Linked DNA regions of Sus scrofa: region 2 is linked to region 1. Evidence: chromatin contacts called from public Hi-C data. All regions are on one chromosome and are shown on one strand. Each heading gives the region's core, a stretch centred on a gene start, on an enhancer-like site or on the middle of the called end of the contact. The rest is flanking DNA. Distances are from core to core; before and after follow the strand shown. Region 1 overlaps LOC106509952 (a long non-coding RNA gene). Region 2 overlaps LOC106509952 (a long non-coding RNA gene).

Region 1 (3,494 bases), core at 192-2,691:
AAAAAAAGAAAGCAAGAAAAGGAAAGAAAAGGCTGTTGAAGAAGCTGTTTCCGGGAATCTCCATAATCTGCTTAGTCTCTGCTTCCCCAGTGGGCGGGAACTCCTAGCGGCAGGGCCTCAGGATTCTGCCCCTTATGCTGAGCATCTGTAGGGACAGCGTGTTTGATGAGTGGCTCCAGGATGGACGGATGCAAGGGAAGGAGTAAAGGAAAAGAGAGAGAGGGAATGAAGGAAGGAAGGGGCTGTACTGTGGAGGTGAGCAAAAAAAAAAAAAAAATCTCTGTCATGACATCAGGGGAGGCAGAAATAAAAGGGGGAAATGGATAAAAGCAAAATGTCTATTAATACAGACTTGCTGGGGAAACTAGGGAATACTACACAGCAGTTAAAAAGGGTGAGGTTGGAACTCCCTCATGGCTCAGTGGGTTAAGGGTCTGGTACTGCCACTGCTGTGGCTCTGGTTACAGCTGTGGTGCAGCCAAAACAAAAAAACAAAAAAAGCGAGGTGGCGTACACTCATACAGAAAACCTATAAGATGTATTGTTGAGTGAAAAATGCATACACTGATTTGATTTCCTCCAGCTCTGAATGCCGCAGCACCCATGGAGCCAGGGACAAGGCTGGTGGTAGGATCTGGGGCTAAATCCCAAGGAGATCAGCTGACTGCATCTGCTGTCTCAGAGGATATTTCCACCCACGAGGAAAGGAAGGCCTTCCATCAAGGTCTCCAGGCAACCACGATCTTGTGACCCAGCTTCCAGCGTGGCTTTGCACCCCCGGTTCCTTGAAAATACTTGTAGTGATTTTAAGACAAAAAGAATCCAAGGGACATCCCTCAGCTCCTGGCCCCCAGCCGGTGATAAGCATGAAGAGCAGTGCATCCGTGTGGAGCTGCAAAGCTGAGAAGACCTATGGTCTCTTCCTGGCTACAGGTGTCACCTGCAGGATGTTTAAAATATCTCTGAACTCACTGCCTACATCTACATTTCTAGAAATTTCACTGCAATGTCCAAAAATTTCTTTGGCAGCACTGGTCCCGCACAACAGCCAGTGAATTGCTGAAGGCAGGGTGGCCCTTTATTCGGGCTATGTAACCCCAACTGGCTGGAGTCTCAGAGATGACCAAGCCCAAACTCAACCCAGTGAAGACAGCACTGTTCAGAGAGGTCAGGAAACTTGCCTGAGGTCACACTGCAAGGCAGGGGCAGGATGGGAACCAGAACTCAGTATTCCTCAGCCACAGGTCTGTGTCCCTTGCACCTGTCACGATATACTTCTTCACATTCAGAACCCATCACAGCCTTCAAAAGTAGATGATCCACTTGACAGCTGGCTAGAACAAGGATCCTGGGGTTACCCTGAGTCCAGAGCAAAAGCCAACTCAGGCCGAAGGGACGCCTCTGATGACCCAGGGGCGCAAACACACAGCACCATAATTAGCTCAGGCCTGGTCATCAGGACACCTCTTGCTCAATGTTATTCGTTGCTTCATGGTTTCCACATCCAGAGGAATAATACTTCCCTAAAAATCAATTGTCCCCAGCAACCCACCTACACAGTTCTTGGAAAATATGGGTTAAACCTTCTGCCACACACGCAAAACAGGGAACAAAGAGGGTGAGGGAAATTCATCGCCACGTCCTGCACTTTGCATTGTTCGCCCCACAGGTTTTTCAAGTGATCAAGTTCAAATGACCCTATATGTCTTAGGGCTGCCAACACTCGCCAGAAAGGAAGCACCCCAGGCTTTAATAAACGGGATTACTGGGTATCAAGAGATTCTAGATAGCTTCAAGAGGCTGGAGGTGAGGGGAACTGAAGATGGCCTGGAAGGAAGATGCTGGAATAATCTGTTTCTGCCACTGGAGAAGGAGCGGCTGTGCCCTTTCTGCAGCCCGGAACTCTGGACGAGCTGAGACACGGGAATTACAAAACGTCAGTCAAATAAATAGGTGGCCCTAATGGGAACATTTCCCAACCTGCCAGAACAAATAAAGAGAGGGATGGCTCTGGTTTTCAGACGAGGCAGCTTCCAGTGACAGAGATGCCTGGCACATAGGAAGTGCTCTGTAAATATGAAACACACATAGGGTTTCTGATTCCCTGGACTTGGGCCGGAAAGCCCCGTGGACCACTCCTCACTGTCCACACTTGCTCTTTAGATGCTCAGATGACAGACAGATATAGGTGATAGACAGATAATAGAGAGGTAGATGGATAGATGATAGATAATGGATACATAGATGACAGATGATAGATGATAGATGATAGATAATAGAGAGATAGGTGATAGACAGATAACAGAGAGATAGATGAGAGATAGATAATAGAGGGATAGCTGGATAGATGATAGATAATAGATAGATATATAGATGACAGGCAGATAGATAATAGAGAGATAGATGGATAGATGACAGAAGAGACAGATGGTTATGTAGCTAGCTAGCTAGATGAATGATAGACAGGTACCTTAAAGAATGGGCTCCTACAGTTGTGGAGGCTGACAAGTCCAAAGTCCGCAGGGTGGGTCAGGGGAAGAGGTGATGCTGTACCTCAAGTTTGAAGGCCATCTGGAGGCAGAATCCCCACTTCCTTGGGGCCTTCGGTACTTCTCCCTTGAGGCCTTCAACTGATTGGATGAGGCCCACCCACCTCATGGAAGGGAAAATCTGCTCCCCTCAGAGTCTACTGCTGTAAATGTTGTTTTTGTTTTTTTTTTTTTTTTTTTTGGTCTTTTTGCCATTTCTTGGGCCGCTCCTGCGGCATATGGAGGTTCCCAGGCTAGGGGTCGAATCGCAGCTATAGCCGCTGGCTCACACCACAGCCACAGCAATGCCGGATCGTTAACCCACTGAGCAAGGGCAGGGATCAAACCTGCAACCTCATGGTTCCCAGTCAGATTGGTTAACCACTGCGCCACGATAGCAACTCCTGTAAATGTTAATCTCATCCAAAAAATGCCTTCACAGTGATACTTAAACTGGTGTTTGACCAAATGTCTGGATATCTAGCCGAACTGACATAGGATATTCACCTTCACACTCCAGATTCACACATCCAGCTGCTCTCCGAGTGTCTCCACCTGTATGTCTAACGATGTCTAACATCTCAACCATCTCAATTCCGCCCCTGCCCACCGAACTCCCTGCTCCCCTCACGGGTCCCTTATATGAATAAATGGAAACTTCATTCTTTACTTGCTCAAAGTAAACTTCTGGGATCACCCTTTACTTGATGCCCCGTACCCAACCCACCAGCAAAGTCTACCTTCCTGACATAGTCACTTCCCATCACTTCTCACAAGCCCCTCTGCGACCTCGAGGCCAGGTCACCATCGTCCCTTCCCTGGCTCACTGCAGCAGTCTCTTAACTGGTCCGTCTGCTTCCACCTTTGCCACTTTCAGCCCATTTCCAGTGCAGCAGCAGCTAGAATGACTGAGTTAAAGCACAAGTCAGATCTGCTTTGAGGCCTCGAATGGTCTCATCTCAACAG
Region 2 (3,442 bases), core at 847-3,346, 140 kb after region 1:
TGGCCACTTGCCCTGCACAAGCAGCTTGGGGGGGGAGGCTGTCAGCAGCATCTGGGACACGTGTCCAGGACCGATTGAGAAGGTTCCGGCCCCGAGCCCAGGTACAGCCAGCATGCTGGCCGGATGGGCTCATCACCTGCGGTTACAGTGCACCTGCCAAGTGCTCCTGAGATGCTTAAAGAAACCCAGAACTCCAACAGAACCGCAATGAAAACTTAAAGCAGCAAGGCAGGAGTGGGAGGGGTCCCTCCCAGCGCTGAACACACCGTGACGCCATCCTGCCCAGACCTCCAGAACCAAAGGCGTGGCTGTCAGAGGGAGAGGTGATGGGCATTTGGTATTCACATAAGATCTTTACCACACGCACCTCGGAACACCTGGTTACCCAAGCCATCCCTTCCAGGCCACCAGGCAGGCCCTGGTAGACCCAGTCACTGTTGATCACACCCAAGTGCAGGGCTGTCCGCCAGCGCTGCACCCAAAAGGACATTCCCCTCTGACACTCTGCAACAGGGCCACATCCATTCCTGGAGGCTCAAGGGAGGTTCTTGATTCCTTGCCTCCTTCCCAGCTTCTACAGGTTTCTTGTATTCCTTGCCTTTCTTCTTTTTAGAGCTGCACCCATGGCATATGGAAATTACCTGGCTAGGGGTCGAATTAGAGCTGCAGCTGCCAGTCTACACCACAGCCACAGCAATGCAGGATCTGAGCCCCATCTGTGACCTACACCACAGCTCACGGCAACGCCCCAGATCCTTAACCCACTGAGTGAGGCCAGGGATTGAACCCGCATCCTCATGGTTCCTAGTCGGGTTCCTTACCCGCTGAGCCACAACAGGAACTCTCCTCTTCCCCCATCTTCAAAGCGGCAATGTTACTTCTGACATTACATCACCTCCTCTTCGGCCTCTTCCCTCCACTTTTAAGGGCCCTTGCAAGGATGCTGGACCCACAGGAAAATCCAGGATAATCTCCCTGTATCAAGGTCAGCCTTCATTCCACCTGCAATCTTATATCCCTTTGGCCACATAACATGTAATACTCACGGGTTCCAGGGACCAGGATGTGAACCTCTTCGGGAGGCAGAGGGCAATTATTGGATTATCCTGCCATCTACACTCACGTCTATGCCAGGCCCCAGGCTGCTCTGTGCCCTCAGAGCCCCCAGATGGTCACCTGTCACCTCCCCGACCCTGACCCCCACCGCTCTTGGCTGGTTCCAACCACCTCCCCATCCCAAGGGTCTTCTTCCAACTTGTGGCGCAGTGACCCCTCCACCCCCCACCTCATGCCCACTGCAGGGATGAGGGAACAGTGGCAAAGGCACACTGGGCTGAAGGAGCAGGCCTGGATTCCAGCCAGCCTGCTCTCTACCGCCCCACACGGCCCCCGAGGACTCAGACCGGTCCAGGATGCGGGGAGTCGAGCCTCCAGGCCGGGCCCCTTCCGGCACGGGGGCATCCTGGCCACCTTCGTCTGGTGCCCTGGTGGCCCGAGGACCTCCAACGTGAATTCTCACTGACTGGGCTGAGGATTTCCCAAGGTCAAAAATTTTCTGCCCAATTCCACATGCAGAGGTTGGCGGGTAGAACACAAGTAAAGGCAAGATCCCCTGGGCACTTGCTGAGTGCCAGGAACTGGCATCCAGCGGCTACATCTGCCCACAGCCCTGAGAGGAGGCCCAATGAGTTCCCTTTCTCAAGAGGAGGCCAGGTCTCCAGAGATGGGTTCCAGCCCACTCACACAGCAGGGAGTTGGCAGCGCCCCATTCAGGCTGGCAGGCTCTCTCCCCTCCACCGCGAGGCCTCCCCCATCCTTGCCCACCCAGGAAGCAAGCATTCCCAGCCGGCCAGCACCAAGGAGATCTCCTCTCTCCCGCCACCTGCAGCACCTCCTGCCAGCAGGCCGGGCCCTGGATTGGTAGAACCGGAGTTCTTGATTGGTTTCATGCCTCAGCTTGTGACAAAGGAAGCTTCAGTCTCCTTCAGTGGCAGGCCACAAGAAGCCACGAGACCATGCTGGGTGCAGGGTCTGGGTGCAGCCGAGCAGAGGGTGCCGCTGGCTGTCCCTGGGCACTCAGCCTGAAGCTGGTCCCAACCTTTCCCCTAGATCCTGCTCTGTCCTCACGGAGCCAAAATAACCCGGAGTGACTGAGGCCAGTGGGGCAGAGAGACAAGGCCCTGCCATGCCAGTCAACCTTTGCTCTGCTCACCCAGACAACCCAGCCAAGTCCTGGCCACAAATGCAAAGGGTCCTGGGGGATTCAACTCAAAGATGGTCCCACACACCTGGCCAGGCTCAGGGTCCACGCACGTGATGTTACTGCTCGGGGCATCCACTCCCAAGCCCGGCAAGAGAGACAGAAGGAACACACAGGACACAGTAAGAGACTCGCGTCTACAGCGGAAGCAGACATGAAACAAATGATCCTGCAAACATCCACCACGTTACAAACCACCACTGAATAACCCGCCCACGCCAGACCAGCAGTTAATCAGGGGGTCCCAGTGGAGGTCTCTGAGGAGCAGACCTTTACAATGACACCGGAAAGTTAGCAGGATTTTTTATTTTGCTTATGAGGAAAGGAAGGAAGCAAGAAGGGAGACGCTCGCTGCCAAATACCACTAGAGTAGGAATATTTAAAACTGGCAACAGCCCAGATTAGGGAGACAGACCCCGCTGCATTCACTTGCAAAGCATGATTTTGCTGCCCCAGTCAGATGCAGATTTTCAACCCAATGTACCCATAGAAATGGAGGTGTCACTTCCGGGTGGGCACGCCTAACAAAGGGGTCCAGCGGGACTCACAGGTCCCACCACCTGCAAAATCCACAAATCAATCCAGACAGATTTTACCAACTCCTGAGAAGAAAACTGCTAAATGCACCAAAGGAAATGATCAGTTGACAAACCACAAACAGGCCATACACATGCCCAGTGGTCGATTACAGAAGGACTCAAAGTAAGGCAAGGAGAGCCGTGGCTTTGTTCCCGAGGCTCTGCTGATGGCAGAGCTCCAGGACCGCTCTGTTTTGTCTCCGGAATAAAGAGGCTCACAGTTCAGGAGGCGGCTCCAGCGACCCCGAGCACTGGCTGGGGAGCGGAGGCTGGTGAGCTACCTGGGAAGTTAAGACAGACCTTGTCAGGACTCTGTAACCTTCCTGGAGGGCTCTGCAGGGAAAACAACGTGTGACAAGGTCTGAGCTGTCCCAGGTGGGCCACCTGCACCAACTTTCTTCACCTCTGCTTCACATCAACCGCTGCAGAAAGGCCTCTGCTAAGCCTCACTTTTCCCGGAGGAAAAAATGAGTGACCTTCCTTGCACAGGTGCATGATGACATATGAGAAAGCTGCTCAAAATAAGTTTCTAAAGCTTTTTTTTTTTTTTTTTTTTTTTTTTTTTTTGTCTTTAGAGCTGCATCTGCGGCACATGGAGGTTCCC

Evidence for each region. Hi-C and Micro-C count contacts between places; a contact is called where the count stands out from the background.
Region 2: a Hi-C map of liver shows a contact between it and region 1, with 2.4 times the contacts expected there. The contact joins two enhancer-like sites. A contact is called at or near these places in 3 of 47 Hi-C or Micro-C datasets (liver and skeletal muscle).

What each region holds. Positions count from the first base shown.
Region 1 is chr4:12,216,735-12,220,228 of Sscrofa11.1, forward strand. All of the region lies in intron 4 of LOC106509952 (a long non-coding RNA gene), which reads right to left. Among named protein-coding and RNA genes, the nearest start is that of MYC, 240 kb to the right of the region's middle. Within about 2 kb of position 1,442, at least 3 of the 83 cell types and tissues checked have an H3K27ac peak or open chromatin away from gene starts, as enhancers often do. A contact at or near this core is called in liver, where this site is marked.
Region 2 is chr4:12,357,940-12,361,381 of Sscrofa11.1, forward strand. The region is part of intron 1 of LOC106509952 (a long non-coding RNA gene); the gene reads right to left. Among named protein-coding and RNA genes, the nearest start is that of MYC, 100 kb to the right of the region's middle. Within about 2 kb of position 2,097, at least 9 of the 83 cell types and tissues checked have an H3K27ac peak or open chromatin away from gene starts, as enhancers often do. A contact at or near this core is called in liver, where this site is marked.